Regions from separate parts of the Mus musculus genome. Here regions 2 and 3 are each linked to region 1. Evidence: chromatin contacts called from public promoter capture Hi-C data. All regions are on one chromosome and are shown on one strand. The core of a region is the stretch at or near the end of the contact, and the rest is flanking DNA. Distances in the headings are between cores, read along the strand shown. Region 1 holds the start of Mvb12b (multivesicular body subunit 12B). Region 2 overlaps Mapkap1 (mitogen-activated protein kinase associated protein 1). Region 3 overlaps Mapkap1 (mitogen-activated protein kinase associated protein 1).

Evidence for each region. Promoter capture Hi-C pulls out the DNA fragments that hold promoters and counts their contacts.
Region 2: a promoter capture Hi-C map of the SN4741 cell line shows a contact between it and region 1, with 4 times the contacts expected there. The contact joins the enhancer-like site here to the promoter of Mvb12b in region 1. A contact is called at or near these places in 8 of 39 promoter capture datasets (the 3T3-L1 cell line, the SN4741 cell line, cranial neural crest and 5 more), 9 of 115 datasets of contacts at active chromatin or transcription factors (the SCID.adh cell line, T-cell acute lymphoblastic leukemia, astrocytes and 6 more) and 1 of 9 other capture datasets (embryonic stem cells).
Region 3: a promoter capture Hi-C map of hippocampal neurons shows a contact between it and region 1, with 9 times the contacts expected there. The contact joins the enhancer-like site here to the promoter of Mvb12b in region 1. A contact is called at or near these places in 12 of 39 promoter capture datasets (the 3T3-L1 cell line, the HPC-7 cell line, cranial neural crest and 7 more), 11 of 115 datasets of contacts at active chromatin or transcription factors (VIP interneurons, differentiating embryonic stem cells, embryonic basal ganglia and 7 more) and 2 of 9 other capture datasets (embryonic stem cells and embryonic trunk).

What each region holds. Positions count from the first base shown.
Region 1 is chr2:33,886,655-33,889,528 of GRCm38.p6, forward strand. It overlaps Mvb12b (multivesicular body subunit 12B), which reads right to left and starts at 1,292. Exons shown (of 10, transcript NM_175184.4): 1 at 666-1,292. The coding sequence starts at 740.
Region 2 is chr2:34,480,203-34,483,152 of GRCm38.p6, forward strand. All of the region lies in intron 4 of Mapkap1 (mitogen-activated protein kinase associated protein 1), which reads left to right. Among named protein-coding and RNA genes, the nearest start is that of Mapkap1, 75 kb to the left of the region's middle. Within about 2 kb of position 1,444, at least 19 of the 459 cell types and tissues checked have an H3K27ac peak or open chromatin away from gene starts, as enhancers often do.
Region 3 is chr2:34,528,915-34,531,725 of GRCm38.p6, forward strand. The region is part of intron 6 of Mapkap1 (mitogen-activated protein kinase associated protein 1); the gene reads left to right. Among named protein-coding and RNA genes, the nearest start is that of Gm34178, 45 kb to the right of the region's middle. Within about 2 kb of position 1,432, at least 18 of the 459 cell types and tissues checked have an H3K27ac peak or open chromatin away from gene starts, as enhancers often do.

The DNA of each region.
Region 1 (2,874 bases), core at 42-2,541:
GGCCATTTGCCTTGGGCCTGCCTTGTCTTGCTGAACAGGTCGTTGGGGTCAGGGGACAGAAGAAACAGGCTGATAATTTAGGGACAGCTGTGTGCTAAAGACAAAGAAAACAAAGATGCTCCTGGCTCTACCTTATTCACTGTGTCTGTCTCTGAGGATGTGGTCCCTGGTGCGGTGCTAATCAGTCCCTTGGGCTTCACTTGCCCTGGCTGGAGTCATTGCAAGGGGAGGCTAATCAACATGCCCACCACGCTTCCTGGATGGCTGGTCACCTTGCAGACAGGTGCCCTACAGTTCGGGTGCCCCCAGGTAATGATGTCTGAGGGTCAGGTGCGCGCTCATCCGCACCCACGTGACAGCTGAGAGCCGGACCCCAGGCCAGGCGAGTCAAGGGAACTGTCCCCAGCGTGTGCCCCGGTGGAGATCGTCGCCCCTCACCTGGCTCCACCCTCGGAGCGCTGCTGCGACTCGAGTCCCCAGCTCGCTCCCGCCGCAAGGCCGAGCCGGAGCCCCCCGAGAGCCTGCGGCACCGCGCCGGGCGGAGGCCGCCCTCACGGGGCCTGTCCCCACGCGGGGCTGGGCGAGCCGCCCGCAGGCCTGGGCCCGGCCGGCTCCTCCCGTGCCCGCCCGTCCCCGCCCGTCTTCCCGCGCGGGCCTCACTTAACTGTTCCCCGCTGGGGCGGCGGCGGCTGCGGCGGCGGCGGGTCCCGGCTCCGTCTGACGCAGAAGCAGCTTCTCATCGCCCGGGCGGCGCGGGAGGAGCCGGGCCCGGGGCCCAGGCGGCTGCAGCCGGCGCCGCAGCTCGAGCGCAGCCTCCCCGGGAGCGGCGGCGGCGAGGGGCGGGGCGCGGCCTGGCGGCGGCAGCGACGGCGGCGGCGGCAGCAGCGGCTCGGGCCGGGGCCGGGGCGGGAGGGGCGTGCAGCCTGCGGCGGAGCCCGGGAGCGCACCGCCCTGTGGCCCCCGGTGCCCTCGGTCCCCGCCCCCAGTCGGCCTCCGCTCGGCTCTGCTAGGCCTCGCCGTCCCCCTCGTCCACCGCTCAGCCCAGCTGTAGGTCCCTGCAAGACGCTCTGACACCCAGGCCTGCAGGCCCGGAGTGGCCCTTTGCAGAGACGCCTTCCCACCTGTCCCTTGTAGGCTTGACTGCACCCCGGGGCGATCCCCTCTGCTCTGCCCACAATCCGGCTAACCTAATGCGGTGCAGCCGGGCCTCAGACTGACCCCACTCTCAGAGCAGGTCTCAGCTTGCCCCTCTTGCTGGGCAAATGATTTACCCACAGAGGCCTGGGGGCAAGCCTTGAGGAGGGATCTAGTGTAGCATGCCTGCCCTTGCAGTGCCTGGGGAAAGGTACAGAAGTCAGGAAGAAATGGAGCAGGACCCTCAGGCTGTAAGAAAAGGAGGCATCAGCAGCCTTTGATCCCTGAACCACCTGCCCCTACACAGCCAGGCCTGCAGGCCCTGGAGGGGACATGTGCTAAACGGGATATTTAAAACAGAGGATCACACGGTAGCCGGCTTGGATTTGCTCAGGCATCGGGACTCATAGTCACACATCCTGTGCTTTTCCAAAATAGTCAGCTCCTGAAGCAAATGGTGCCAAGCAGGCTGTCAAGGAAAAGATCCCGTGGGGACAATTCTCAAATGTGTGCATACAATCCAGGTACTTGTGTCACTCAGAAACACCACTGATCCAAATGGGTTTATAACAAGTCCAAACGCACCATAAGGAAACAGACAATCTGTGTTCTTAACTGGTACAGAGCCCAGCACAGTGGTGCTCCATTTAATTCCAGCCCTTGGGATGCAGAGGCAGGCAGATCTCTGTGAGTTCAACACCAACCTGGTCTACATAGTGAGTTGCCCGAAAGCCACAGAGGATTTGAAAAGAGACCTTGTCTCCAACAAAAACTTGCTACAGGCAAAAGAAAAAAAAAACATATTTCCAGGTTTATCATAACCCTGATATCAAGATCTAACAGAGATAACACCACCAAGAACTCAAGTGCAGAGTTCCAATCCCTAGAGACCTGAATATATGTGATTTTATGAAGAATGCTTGCTGTCTAACAAAGTAAGTGTTGTGTGACACCCATCTGTCCACCTTTGGGAGACTCTATGGACACTTCTGGGAAGTCCCATAGTAAGACAAGACAAACAAAAGCCTGGTTCATTTGTTTAGGCAGCCATTTCCCAGAATCATCTGGGCCAAGAAAACCGCTCTCCCCAAAGCCTACCCGTTAACTACCCATGATGAGAATCAACACCATATCTGACTGTACTGGTTGGTTTGTGTGTCAACTCGACACGGCTGGAGTTATCACAGAGAAAGGAGCTTCAGTTGGGGAAATGCCTCCATGAGATCCAGCTGTGGGGCATTTTCTCAATTAGTGATTAAGGGGGAAGGGCCCATTGTGGGTGGTGCCATCTCTGGGCTGGTAGTTCTGGGTTCTACAAGAAAGCAAGCTGAGCAAGCCAGGAGAAGCAAGCCAGCAAGGAACATCCCTCCATGGCCTCTGCATCTGCTTCCTGACCTGTTTGAGTTCCAGTCCTGGCTTCCTTTGGTGATGAACAGCAATGCGGAAGTGTAAGCCAAATAAACCCTTTCCTCCCCAATTTGCTTCTTGGTCGTGATGTTTTGTGCAGGAATAGAAACCCTGACTAAGACACTGACATACATCATACATACATACATACATACATACATACATACATAGCTGTTGCCTATTAAATAAAATTGTAGCATTTTCTGATCCACTTGGCTGTTAAAACCAGCTCAAACTCTTCTACAGTGGTTCTCAACCTGGGGTGGTGGGGTTCACATATTAGATATTTATATTATGACTCATAAGAGTAGCAAAATTGCAGTTATAAAGTAG
Region 2 (2,950 bases), core at 194-2,693, 590 kb after region 1:
TTTGAGAGCGCTTCCTTGACCTAGCAGTCTGCACGGTCAGTGGGTCCAGCTCCCTCCTGAGCTCCTGCTCCTGAGCCTTGGTGGTGACGCCTCTGGTGTTTGCAGCTGGAGGCTGCACTAAGTTCTTTGTTGTTCCATTGTTTCCTTTAGGGTAAGTGAATAATTAAGAGGAACATCTTTTCTGAGCAGCTGGAGCCAAATTCCAGCTGACTACAGCACCTGCAAAGATGGCGCCTCAGCCTCTGGGTTGCAGGGTGGGATGCCAGCCGTGAGTCACAACAATGGGCGCCAAAGTGCAGAGACATGCCTATGCTGCACAGCTCCTGTCCTTCTGTGAGCTTCAGATGGCAGGAATATCACCGAATGCAAAGTGTCTGCTTTAGACTAATTAGTGGGATGATTTGTGAAATGGTGACTATTTATTTAATTAATCACAAGCACAAAGCCATAAAACCCATATTTTAAAAATCCCTGTTAGTTTGCCATGTGGTTAATAGATTGGAGCACATTAAAAAGTGACATTGTGATGTATTAAAAACGTTCCACCTAAGATCCCTTCAGGAAGGAGCAGAAGCTGTCTGTGTAGGTGCTGAGATGGGCCTGTCTGGTTTGACCCTTCTGAGGGTGGGTGCTGCCAGCAGCATTTACCTTTTGAATGGCGTCTGGATTAGAATAGCTCCTCCCAGAACATTCCAAAGGAAGGAATTTTGTAAAGTAACTCAAAAATTAGGATTGAACTTGATTTGGTAGTGTTTTTCTTAATGATAAGGACCTATAATTTTCTACAAATTACTTTGTATTGACAAAGCATAGGAATATCTCTTACAATACAATATAGGTCTTTTGCTTGTGTTTGTGGGTGAAGAGGTCATTTAATTAACAGAATACTAAATGCAAAAACATTTTTGTTGCAGCTGTCAGAACTGCATTGTTTGGCTCTAGTATTGCTTTCTGTCAATGGGAGAAAGGGTAATTGTTATACTTGTTTGGTTTCAGTACAGGTGAATTGTTGTTCAAGAGATGAAACTGCCATTAAAAATGAGAATAAATGACTTTAATTGTAACAAACTATGGGTGGCTTTTATAGACTCCATGTTCTAGTTGATTTTGAGTGTCAATTAGGCACAAGCAAGTATACCACACATTAGACGCCTCTGTAGGCGCCTGTGCAGTGCTTTTGTCCCATTCTCACACACAGATTATTGAAGCAGTCAGGTTTAGAATGCTGTGCAGCATGTCTGAGCCATGGGCTCAGTTTTCAGCCCCATTGAGGAAAATCAAACCGATTATTGTTCCTGCTAAGAAGCAAGGTTATTTACAGTGAACTCTGCTCTCCAAAGTCCTGCAGTCATGTGAGAACGCACAGCTCAGAGGATGGGGTGCAAAGGAAACTGACCGTCCAGCTCTCCGCCTGTGCTTCTGTGCTGGGCTGCACTATTCCCTGCTCTGTGAGGAGGGGACAGAATAAAACATGATATGTTAATGCAGCCTGGAGCTGGTGTGCTAGTGATGATTACAATGCAGAGAAAGCATTTCTCATAACTGCTAGTGCCTACTGGAGCCTTTGAAACATCTGGACTTTTAATTGAAAAATAGTGTGGTGCTGTGTAAGGCAGACATGCTAAGTGAAGTCACTCATTTGGAATACAAAAAGATAATTGATAAAGTGTTTTATTTACACTGTATTTAAGTATTCATACTTTGTTATGCTTTGTATAACAGGGAATTACTGGGTTAAATTTTCATGAACGTAGACACTCTAAAATGAGATAAATTAAGTGAAAGTATTAGTAGAATTTCCCATTGAAATCAGTGAACAGTTTGCTCCAGAAGGGTGTACACTGTTGCATCAGTTAGAACCTTCTAAAGAAGCAAAGAGTTCAGGCGCTAGTGGTTGATTTCATGTTTTGAAAGAACTAGCTTCCGACCTGGTAACACCATTACATTTTTTTCCAGTTACTGCAATCATATCTTGGAATTTTTGTTTTGTTTTGTTTTGTTTTGTTTTGTTTAAAAAAAAAAAAAGGTCCTGGCATAATGGTAAATGGTTCTAATGGCAGCATTATTGCCCAATAAACCAAAGCCTTCCCTACCTCTGGGGCAGGTTATCAGAGTCTGCCCAGGAGAGCAGAAGAGCTGGGGAAGGGCGTGCAATTAACCTTTGTCCTGCCTTCCAGCAGGGGAACTGACCCAGCAGCCTTCCGAGGAAATCCAATTTAATTTAAAATGAATTTGAAAAGACAAATTAGCCATATCTATTTTAATAAGATAAAAATCCAACTCTGCCAGTGTCTGGTTTAGTTAGGACCTCCAAGGAGATCAGACTGACTGAGCCTCAGGATGAGCATGGAGAAATGTCAGGGGCTAACCTAGACACCCTGGGGACCCGGGCACACTAGTGACTCTTCAGTTTCTACAAGCTAGCAAGTCTGGGCTGCCCCTTCCTGCAGAGGCTTGTAACCTAAGGAGCACTGTGACCACCTCAAGCCCCTAGCCGGATGGAGGTTGACACCATATGCTGCTGACCCTTCTCTCCAGGTGCCAAATTGTTATTTTCCTCCCTGGATGAGAGCACACTGGCATACTGCCACCTGGGTACCAGATTTACTAACAGAAAGACCTTATAATTACAGATTTGTCTCTTCGCTTAAGAATAGCTATCCTTATGATCTATGAGTTAGTATTGACTGCTGCTTGTGAAAACTGAAGAGGTTGCTACCAGCTTTTTAAGGGGCCTTATGTTCTTTTGCATTTTAATCCCAGAAACAGGATTACCAAGTTGCACTGTGCCCACCTGCAAGCCTCTCCACTCCCTGAGTATCTAAGGCAGCCCTTCCTCTATCCCTCTTCCTCCCTTTCTATCGGCAACCCCTAGTTTTGAAGTTGTGGTTGCAGCATTTGTACCCCTTGCTAGATAGTGAGTGCTTCAGGTATGAGATTTACCCAGAGA
Region 3 (2,811 bases), core at 182-2,681, 640 kb after region 1:
GGATGATGCTGGATGGTATTAGTATGCCTTGCCATTGTTTATTAGTCACAATTTGTTGGGACTTCACAGAGAGAAACACACCAAAAAACTTCTGGTGGTATGCTGGTGGTTTCTTGCTACTTGTGCTGATTGGCAGAGTGATGTCAGCTGATTCAGACTTATGTGCCAAGGCAAGATACGTGATGAGGCAAGACCTGTGGAGGACTCAAGATGTTTGGAGGACATATAAATAGGACTCAATGGCCTGAGAGAGGCTTCCTTGCAACGCTTCTTGGTCTCGCATCTTTGCTGATCTTTGCTTCATTGAGAGGGGCATGGCAAAGAACTTCTGCCATCCCCAGAGGTCCTTGTACCTCCTGCTGATTCGGCTGAGGCCTGGCTGCCTATCTCTGCTAGGTTGTGCCACCATTGCTGATTGATGTTTGCTATCCCAGCACTACTGAACTAGCCTGATGGTAATTGGTGAAGTGTTTGCCAGTGGCTCAAACTGCTGCTGCTGACGTCTAAACTGAAGTTCTGGTTTCCTGACAACACAGATGGGATTTGCTCCAAAGAACCATTTCTAAACCGGTTCACTTCCTCCATATCCTAATAACCTTTCTTTTCCACTACCTCTGGTGGTGAGGGGCTAGAAGGGAGGTTAAACATTTAAGAACCATTATTAAAAGTAGGGTTAAGTAAAACTCTAAGAGTACAGTTTCTATTTCAAAGTATGCTGTTTCCCTATGCCTATAAAGAAAGCAGCCATCTGTGAGCTTCTCTGACCTTCTCTACCACAGACTGTACATGTGTTAGGGACCATTTTGTTAAGTTCTCAATAGTTCCAAAATAGGATGAGTGTGAGTTTTGCCTCAGGATAGTTTCCTGATGCCTCCAGCCTTGTTTCTCTGAAATTATATGTGCTCTTTTAGGATTAAATGATTAAATGCAGGCTTCTTAACAGATTAAAATAGTGCTGGTCACATAGTAAATTTTCAATAAGCAGTAGTTGCTGCTGTTACTTCTGTGATTGTTAAATGGTGAATGCATATTATACAGATTTAAAAACTCTTTAATTCTCACTGAATTTCCCCCACATTGTGACTGAGTTTCTATTGCCTGCTGTCCCTCAAAGCCATTAAGTTACACTGCTTCTGAGTTTTCCTGTCAATTGGAAAGCTTTGAACATTGAGCCCAGAATGCTGACCTTCAGGGAGCTTTTGATGCTTGGATCAAAGGCTACTTGCTGACAGTGCCCTTAAATGATGCCACCAAGCAGCTCATCACACAGTTTCATGCCCGTAAGCTGCTTGAGTGCTGAGATCCATTCTTCCCACAGGAGCCAGAGCAGAGAGGGCTGTGTGAGGCCTCTTCTTTTGGGGTATGACTTGGGCCAAGGCAAACAGAAAGCCCGCATTAGGAAACAACTCCCACTGTTTGGCGCCCTCCAGTGCCAGGTGCCTAGCATCCATTGTGTGACAGTTCTGCAGGGAAGGGGCCTCACTGCAGCACTACACACACATACTTGTGTGTTACAGCATTACACTCACAGGGCACAGCACTTGCAGTCTGTATGCTTTCCTCCCCAATAAACTGCCCTCTCCCTTGGTGTCCATCTCTTGCCCTTTTCCTGTCCAGAGAGTTATGCTTTAGTATGAAGACCTATGTCCTTATTTCCTGTGTCTCCTGTCACCTTTGGTTTACTGCTTAGAAAAATACTCACTGTCCAGGACTAATGCTAGTGTCAAAATTCTGTGGTAAGTCTGACACTGTCACATAACTTTTAAAATCCCAGTGCTTTGGAGGCTGAGATAGGAAGGTCTCAAGTTCATTGCCAGACTATGTCTCAGGCTCCCTCCCTGCCCCAGAAGCCTCTTTGGTGACTGCATGGCTTTCAGAGGCGCAAAACTAAGCTCCCTGAGCTCGTTTTAAATGCCTGTGCGATCTTCACTGTCTTAGCAGACTTGAGAGGACCCAGCTCCGAGTTTACTGGCAGCAGCAGTAAGTCAGCTCTCTGACATGGAGTTTCATGATAGACCTGAATAAGGATCCCACCAGAGATGCAGAGGTGCTCAGTCGTCTGTGCTTGCATCCCCAGCATGCCCTGTCCTGAGCCCAGAATAAGACAGACAGCACACATCCTGGACATGCATCCGCATCCGATGCTCCCTTGCCCTTCCTTTTTTCCTTCCTTCCTTCCTTCCTTCCTTCCTTCCTTCCTTCCTTCCTTCCTTCTTCCCTTCCTTCCTCCCTCCCTTCCTTCCTTCACTGTTGTTTTCATTTTCCTCTCATGAACCCTGCTACCCTGGCTTCAGCTTGGAGGCTGTAAAGGAAGATGGAGAGCCGAGTTACCTCAGAATGATCACTATCGTTAACATTCACGGGTGGTTCACTTATCATTCCTGACTGCACAGACATGGCAGCCACGCGGAAGCGTCCGCAGGTGTAGCATGGTGATACATATTACATTGTGCCACAATGGATTTATGTATTCTGTAACAAAAGAAAAGTGTAATGAAAAAATACAGAAGGTGATTCTTTATTCCTCCACTACACAATTTATCAGTAAGGCCTGTGGAGGGAAGGGCCAGGGATTTCCTCTGCTTGCTTTAACCTTGTCACCCAGGTATGTTTTGGTAAAATGACAGAAAAATACAGACTGGGGATTTTCCTTTGCTTCAAACCTCTTAAAAGGACACTTTGAATTTATGAAAGTTAGTCCAGATATGAAACTGCCTGTTAAGCTTTTACTCTGCTCTTTGCTGAAAGAGTTGAGCATACTGGCTTGCAGTGATTTTATCAGCCGGCCAAAGAACGGGAGCCAATGCAGCA